Linked DNA regions of Columba livia: region 2 is linked to region 1. A link is a contact called in public Hi-C data. All regions are on one chromosome and are shown on one strand. Each heading gives the region's core, a stretch centred on a gene start, on an enhancer-like site or on the middle of the called end of the contact. The rest is flanking DNA. Distances are from core to core; before and after follow the strand shown.

Evidence for each region. A called contact is a pair of places that touch in the nucleus more often than the background predicts.
Region 2: a contact with region 1 is called in a Hi-C map of crop, with 3 times the contacts expected there. The contact joins the enhancer-like site here to the promoter of VEGFA in region 1. A contact is called at or near these places in 2 of 2 Hi-C or Micro-C datasets (crop and liver).

What each region holds. Positions count from the first base shown.
Region 1 is chr3:87,392,837-87,396,984 of bColLiv1.pat.W.v2, reverse strand. It overlaps VEGFA (vascular endothelial growth factor A), which reads right to left and starts at 2,480. Exons shown (of 6, transcript XM_065058086.1): 1 at 2,252-2,480. The coding sequence starts at 2,317. It also overlaps a transcript of RSPH9 not described here.
Region 2 is chr3:87,647,466-87,651,613 of bColLiv1.pat.W.v2, reverse strand. No RefSeq gene overlaps it. Among named protein-coding and RNA genes, the nearest start is that of TMEM63B, 100 kb to the left of the region's middle. Within about 2 kb of position 2,328, at least 3 of the 3 cell types and tissues checked have an H3K27ac peak away from gene starts, as active enhancers do.

The DNA of each region.
Region 1 (4,148 bases), core at 1,231-3,730:
AAAATCACCTTTTCCTCCCTTTCCTGCACAGAAAGGCTATTGCCACCAGTGAAGGCAGACACCTGTGGCATCAGCACCACCCAGCCCTGATCGTGACACGATTTCCCACCATCCCCGCTGCAGGACCATAACAACTCCTTCAGTAAGGAGGCATCCCCCTGCTGCCTTCACCATGGAGCACCACGATTCCAGTGCTCCTCCTTCTTTGCCTTTGGGAAAGCAACCCAACACGTGCTGGACCCCGCTTCCCCAACTCAGCTTCTGCCAGGGTTTTTATTTAATGCTCTCCAATGTGCATGGCTAGCTAGATAGGTTTTATTCAGCACAACAGTCAGATTAACAGTACAGATAAATATTATCATCAGAGCACAAAACCTTAGACCCGGCATGAAGAGTCATGCCTTCTGCCATGCCCAGAGTTATTGTCAAGCTGCCTACGTGAGATCTGCTGGTATTTCTAACGTTCCCATCACCGTGGTGCCCAGGCGATCAACAGACAAATAAGGACAGAACTGAAGGGCAGACCTCACCGTTGATCTGCCAGAGCACTTATATGGCCCGCATCACCCAGCTATCTCAACATCTCCCGATCTCTCACTTATCTAGCCCTGTGACATCTCCCCCCAACCCCACCGACATCCCGTGATTCCTCCCTACTTTTCTTCCCACCGTTATCCTCTTTCTTTTCTCACCGGCACCATCCTCCTGCCTAGGAGAAAAGGTAACAGGAGGCTTCTACGTGACTCCTGAGGACAGACAGACCTGGACTCTACCTGATCTGCGTTTCTTCCTCCAGGGAAGAGGAAGGGGAGGGGAGAAGGAGCGAGGGGAGGGTTAAAGAGTATTATCACTAGACATCAATACAGAGCTGTCTAACCTACAGCAGAGGAACTGACTCTACTGTACAAGTTTACCGAGGACCTGCGAGGCAAAGAAATCCCCGTTTTACATGACGGTGGAAAAACTCATGGAGAGCGGAAAGAATTGTCCCACGAGCCAAATCTGGCAGGCAGGCAGCAGGGAGCAGCTCTGTGCCACACTCAAGAGCTGCGCCTCAGTTCCCATCCAGCACAGCCTAATGTGCGGCTGTCAGTGGCGAAAGTAAGAGATATAACAGGCTAGAAACAAAGCATGCAGTGCCTGCATTACTTCAGTTACAGCTGAAATGGCTCCTAACTGGGGAGTTACCTTCCAGTATCGGTGCTGAACAAACAATGTGAATAACTGATTAGTTTGCAAGCGACGCTTATTTTCACAACTGTGGGAGATGATCTGGCCCCGCATTCTCCACAAGTGCCGAGGAGAAATGGCAGGAGAGAACTAACCTGTTATAGCCTTTAAAACATAATCCGGGTCCGCCCAGGGAATAGCCACTTTCACGTGGGCACTCTGTCTAAACCCCTTAATATCTCTTGGCAACACAGCTCTCTTGACTCTTTAGAAAACAGATTTATAGGACACGTTTGCACAGAAAGCTGCCTTTCCTTTTTCTTAAAAAACAGAAAAAGAAAAGCAGAAAGAGTTGGCTTTTAATCTCGCAGGAATGACAATGAGGCAAAAGTAAAAGTGACTGAGGAGGAGAAGAGAAAAATGTACGGTTTTGTAACCTCGGTGCAGGAGATATGTATTTTGAAAAAAAAAAAAAAATCAATCTGGAAGAAATTCAGGATCCATTTTGTCCTCTTTGATCTCTATTTGTTTTTCCAGCTAGGTATTTTGAACTCCACTCGGCGGCACGAACCCGAGCTGGGACCCAAGGCAAATACCGCCGAAACACCCTTTTGCAATGTCAGGAGACCCGAGGACGGGCGGCGAGGCTGATGCAAGAAGCCAGCGCGCTGCCTCCCTGCCCCAAGCAGCTCCCCGGGACTGGCCCCGCCGGGACCCCACGGCCCCGCCGCCGCGGGAGCCCCACGCCGGGGGCGTGCAGTGCGCGCACACGTGCGCGGGCACTCCGCACGGCGCTGCCGACTGCTCCGGGGGCCTGCGAAGCACCGGGCAGCGCTTCCCCCCCCCCGCATCCCCCGTTTGCAGCATTGCACGCACGCATACACACGTGTGTGCGCTGCAGGCACCCACCCGGACACGGTGCCAGCAGCGCGGCGGCACCGCACCGAGCAGGTGGGAAGTAAGGCAGGGGGGCGCCAAAAAGAAAGGGGGGAAAAAAGTCTTTTCCGCCGCCTCCCCGCCCCCACCGTACGTGCGGTACAAAAGCCCCCGTCCCGCCGCCGTCCCCGTCCCTGCTGCTTACCTCCGCGCTCTGCAGATAGAGCAGCGCCGCCAGCCCCCAGTGGATCCAACTCAGCAGAAAGTTCATGGTTGCCGGCACACGCCGTGGAGCGGGGCCCGCCGCGCTCCGCCTCGCCGCCGTCGCCCCGCCGCCGCCGCCGCCCCGCCGCGCTCTTGCCCGCGCCTCCTCCGTGCCCGCCGCCGCCTCCTGGGGTGCCGCCGGTCGGGCGCTGCGAGAGGCTCCCGGGAAAAAGGTGTTCCTCTTCGGGGTCTCCGGTTTCACCCCTCCATCAGCCCGGCTTTCCGCCGGCCTCCGCTGCTGCTTTCGGTGGGCGCTCCACCGGGCCGAGCGCAGGCTCCGCGGCCGCCCCGCCGCCGCCCGGCCCCCGCCGCCGGGCAGTCCGAGCTCCACAGCGGCGCTCGTCCGCGGCCGCCGCTTCTCTCCGCGCCGGGGCAGGCAGTCACCCGCGCCGCGATCGCTCAGTTTCAAGCACTCACGCCAAAGTTTGCGCGGAAAGTTTCAATGCATCTCTTTTTCTGCGTCCCCTCTTCGCAGCAGCTGCCTCCGGCGGCTCCCCGAGCCGGGGTCGCCTCCCTGGCGGTAAGGGGCTGATCCCGCTGCCGCCGCTCGGCCCGACCCCTCTCCGCAAGTCGGGGTGGTGGTGGCGGAGGGGATGAAGAGAGCGCTTTCCTCCTGCCCTCTCTGTCTCTCCCTCTCTCAGTCCACCGCTTTAGAAAAAAAATCAGAATATAAAAAAAAAAAAATCCAAACTGACTAGAGAGGGAGGGAACTGGGGCGGAGGGAGGCTCTGCAGGAAAGGGAGGGAAAAAAAATCCCAGCGGATCAAAGTATAGGTGGGGAAAAAATAAATTAAACGAGAGGATAAAGCAAGGCGGCAAGCCAACAGCAGGTCCCGGTGCCCGGGGAGGGCTGCTCCCGCGGCGCGCTGTCCCCCGCCGGCGCGGCGTGCGCTCCTCGCCCCCGGCGCGGCGGCAGCCGCACTCCGCGCACTCCAGCGGCGGCTCCGCGCAGCGCCCGTTCCCCGCGCAGCGCCCGCCCCGCCACCCGCTCGCCGGCGCTCTGCAACTGCTCGGCGCGGACGCGGGGAGAGACGCTCCGGCAAAGTCCCACCCCTCCACAGCTATTCTCCTCCCTCCTCCCCTCCCTTTTTTCGCTGGGAAAGGCCACGGAGGTAAAGGGGTCCGCGGCCCCTCTGCCGCCCTCCCCGCCCTCTCCACTCGGGTCCGCAGTCCCCCGTGGCTCGCAACATTTCGCCCCCCAGCCTTCCTGCCCTGCCTTTCACCTCGGGCGCCCCACGGGCCGCGCTTCCTCCACCCTTTCTGCCCTGCCGATGGATGCACGTTCGGGTCAAAATTCACCTTGCCCGTGGGAATTGCTCCAAAGTCCAGCGGAGCCATTTGGGGGGAGGGGGCAGCGAGGACAAATTGTGATCACACTCATCATCCGTCCCCCCAAGGCCTTCGCTTTTCAGACACAGTGATTTCTTAGCACCTATGTGCTAAAAAGGAGTGGAGTAGGGGGTTGTCCTCATTTGGGTTTTATTTCTCTTCATCCATTGGCAACCCACCTTGGTTCAGGGGGGCTGCCTGCACTGGCTGAGCATTGCCCCAGTGTGCAGAAAGGTGTCATGCTGAAGGGGTGAAGATTTTGCCAGACAAACACCACGCTGCTTTCTGGGAAGGTATTTGAAGGGCAAAAAGGCAGCTTTGTCTTACTGGGGTTACCGCAGGCATTCCCCAGCTGAGCTCCTTCACTCGTGTCACCCGCAAAATTTCCTCATACGGGATACAGAGTAACAATATGCGTGTGTCAACACATATAAATCTCTCTCCTACCACCGTCTTCCAAGGACTGCAGGTAGCGGACAGAGTGGTAGTCCAAGCTGGCAGATTCCTGG
Region 2 (4,148 bases), core at 1,079-3,578, 250 kb before region 1:
TGCTGCAAGATGGACACCTCTAGACCGGTCCCACATATTTCCACTGAGGCAAACACCCCTGACAGAGAGCACTGTAATTAACTCCCGAGACCTCTGGCTGGACTGAAAGCCCCCTCTTGGAAGTGCTCATTCTTCTCTCCCCCATCCCCGTCCCCAAGTTGTTCGATGTTTCAGCAGAAGCCAGAGTGTGGCTACCAGAGAACGGTCAGCTGGCAACAGGAACCCGTCGCCTGGGTTGGAGCCAGAGAGACACTCCAGCCCCATAGAGAAATACTACTGAAAGCCCTGTCCTGCATGGGAAAGGTCTCCTCCCCATCTTCCATCAAATGCGGATGGGAGAGGAGTTTCTTTGGTCTCGTGTTTTTCGCGAGCGGGGGGGTGGGTGGGTGGCCAGAGCTGTGTGTGCCTGAAACAGTCAGACGATTGTACGGTAGGTGGGGAGGAGAGGGAACAAAGAGCCAGGGCTGACAGCACAGCACTACCAGCCTTGGCAGAGGAGAAATCGGGCTTCTCCCTTCTGCTGCAGCGGGAGGTGGGCGATGCCCCTTCCAGGCCACCGCTTGGCCCAGTACCTTGGCCCTCGGTGGGCAGCTCCGCAGCCCACGGGTCGGACACCCACGGGCAACCCCTGCGGCTTCGGTTTCGGAAGAGCCCTGGGGGCCCTCGGACGCTGACACAGGCCGGCAAGAACGAGGATGTGCTGTCTGAGCTGGGAGCCAGGCGAGGCAGGTCCCCGTCCCAGGGGCACGGCTGAGCGGAGCCCCCCGGCTCCCCCCTGGCAGCGCCCGCGGATGGGGGGTTGACGGCCGGGGTGGGGGTGTCTCCCACGCATGTCCGTGGGCTCTCCCGCCGCTCCTCGCCCCCAGCCGGCCTCGCACGGAGCCTCTGCTGCCGGCAGGTGGCAGGGCAGCCCTGCGTCTCGCCCCGGCCCGGCCCGACCCAGGCCCCGGCCCGGCCTGCCCGTGCGGGGCGGCGGCTCTACCCGGGGCCTCGGAGCTCGGCTGGGAGTTTCTCCGGGCGGGGAATGACCCCCTCCGCCCCCGGCAAAGCACAGAGGTGCTGCCGCCTTCTCCCTGCAGCCAGAGCCGCGGAGGGGTCTGCGGGCTGCGAGAGGACACCGGCCTCCCCCGGCCAACGGGCCCCTGGCGGCAGCGGGGCTGGTGCCGCTCGGGCCCCTGTCCGCAGCCGCTGCGGGGTGTGATGGGCATTTTTATTATTATTAATGGCAGTATGTTCGCGCTGAGGTTAGGTTACAGCCCCATTGTGCGAGGCTCCACACAAACGCGGTCAGAGACAGTCTGTACTCGGGGGAACAGGCAGTCCAGGCAGAAAGAGGCAGCAGAAAGAGCACGCAGGAAAGAAACGCAGCTCATGGGGAGGAAGCGTGTTGTTTCCCCTGGTTCACCCAACAGGCCAGTGGCAGAGAACAGGCTTTCTAGGCTGCTACAGGTCCCCTCATCCTTTGGACTGCACAGTCCTCTTGTGTAAGCGGCATAAATAACCTGTGGCTGGCTGGTTTTTGGTGGTACAGCATTTGTAAATGCTGACCATTTACCCTTTGGTTAAAGCTAAACCTGCCTTCTCTTTTCCCAGCTGCTCAACATAGATATAGGGAGCTGGGAGCCCACGCTGGCGTGCTGAGCGCTGCACAGGTAATTATTAATCATCAGGGCTCCTGGCCCGTCCTGCTCCCTACCCTGCCGGTACCAAGAGGCCACCCGGGCGGTCCCAGGGCCAGCTCTGCTCAGGCTGGGGCAGGCGGCAGCTTATGAGGTTGTCTGCCAGGAGAAGAGAGGGACCACTTCAAGCAGCTGAAGTTTTCACTCCAGCTTAACAGACTGATTACCAGAGATGCTTTGAGTGAGGGGAGGGGATGGGAAGCAAGATTTGTAGGGGGACCAGCCTGGCCTTTTTGAATTCAGCTTCAGAGTTAGTTAACAAAGTTGCAGGTTCTCAGTCTCTTTTTCTCTTTCTTTGCCAACTTTTTTTTTTTTTTTCTCTCAATATAAATACCCAGGGGCGGTTTCTTTTCTTTTTGGTATGAATGTGATGATCTTTCAGGGCTGTGATTGGCTGCACGGCTTGTCATCGGGGACACACCTCCTGGCGTGGGGCCACCGCCTCCCCCTCCTGTGAAAGCTTCCCCTTGTAACAAGTGAGCGTAATTACATCAGTTACTCGCTAGAGCACAGACCTGCTTTAAATTTCGGCCTCTTGGAGTCAGTGAGAAGCTGAAGGACTAGAAAACGCAGGGTTTCAAAGGCCTGTAACACTGTGGACCATACAAGTCATGCTGTGCTCTTCCTTCCCAGGAATTAAGGCTCCCAGTCACACACGAGGAAGAATGAATATCTGTACTAGTCATGGGAATGGCTACCTGTTGGGAGAACAGAGCTGCTACACCAGAGGAGGATTTCTGCATTGCAAAAGCCTGGCCCACCAAAAAAAATACACATCAGGTCCCTTTTGAATTCAGCTTTGGTGTAAATGACCTGGAAAAGGCTGCACTTCCAGGGGCACCAAAAAGGAAGCGAGCTCAGAGTGAGAGCTGCAGGGACTGTGGATGATCCCTGAAAAAGAGCAGAGCCAGCTGAACAAATGCATCTGTCTGCCAAAAGAAAATGCATTTCAGCCAGCAGCAAGGGCCTACAAGACAGGGCCGGACCTGTTGGGGGAAGAGAGTGACCCTAAAGAGCAGTGTTTGTGTGCCAGGTGGATATTGCAGCAGCAGCTTGACACATTTCTGACAGGTTGGGATAGGAACTTGGAGTGCTCCTGTGGGCTTGTTCCAGAAAGGGCTGAATGCTGGCGTGGGAGCATCTTTGCTGTGCTGCAGAGGCCCAGGTCCCCCACTGGGGTAAATCAGCATAGCACACAGGAAGCCAGTGTTCTTGTGCCCAAAAACCTGCTCCATGCCGGTGTGACAGAGTTTGGCTGATAAAGTTGGTGTGTGAAAAAGAAAGAAAGTGGTTCTCTGACTGGAGGAGAAGTCTCACTTCTTATCCCGGGTCATTTTGTCCTTGCAGGGATGTGACCCTGACGTATGGCACAGACACTCCTGCTGCTTGATGAGCTGGAAGGATGTAGATGAGGTGTAGGAGAATTCAAACCATCTATCTGGCTAGGAGAGCTGAGTCCTCACATATAGGCATTTGCAGGGTGTCAGAATTGCTATTCTGACATGGGACAAACCCAGACCTTTTCAAGCACGTCTTCTGAAAATTATACAGGGAGAGACATCTTCCCTCTGTCTCCTCCAGCTGTTCTTTAGCATACAGGTGTTTGCTCAGAGCACACAGCTGAGCAGACCCAGCCCTGGTTCTGGATCAGGCAGAGCAAAACTTGGACTGTCTCTCACATTGCCTGGCCAGTGGACTGAGTACGGTTACGATTCTAGCGCCTTTTCCCTATCTGCCTCCTTCAGCTCTCTGCCCTTCTCCCTCCCCCTCCCCAAAATAGCCTTCACCTTTCAATCCTGCATCAGAGAAACTTCTTCCCAGAAATGTCATGAAAACTGATGTGCCCCTATGAAAAGTGTGGGGTTTTGATGATTCAGCATCTTCCCATGGAAGAAAAAGCTCCTTTGTTTCTCTGACCAGCTCTCAGAAAATGGCTCTATGCCATGTGGTCCATCTTTCCTCCCAGGGACCTGTTTCTGGAGCTGCTGACAAGCTTCCCAGGCCATGGCCCATTCAGTATGTGGCAAGTGTTGTTGGACCAGACAGTCTGAATACAAGCAAGGAGCTCTCATTTTTTGTTACAGGCCTGAAAACATAAAAAATAGTGTTGGTGTTTTCTGTGGTATCAGATGTTCTCTGACTGTATGATCTTTAGCGTGACCTGCATTCTGCTTGATTTTGGGGAGAGCTCTCAATACGAGCGGCTCTGCCCTGTCACTGAGCCGAGGCTGCAGAAAGGATGGAGCAGTGTGTCACAGGAGCCAAGGAGGAGGCATGGAAAGAGACAACCGCCTTCCAGTTCCGAAGAATGAATACTGCCACTAGGGGCTCGGAATTTGAGTACCCAAAACTGGGGATGCCCTCACTGACACGTGAGGGCTGTAGGGTGCCTGGCACCTCTGCAAGAGAGGCTTTCCCCACCCCATCTATCCCAAGGGCCATGGAGCTGGGACAGAGTGGGTGCTGTTG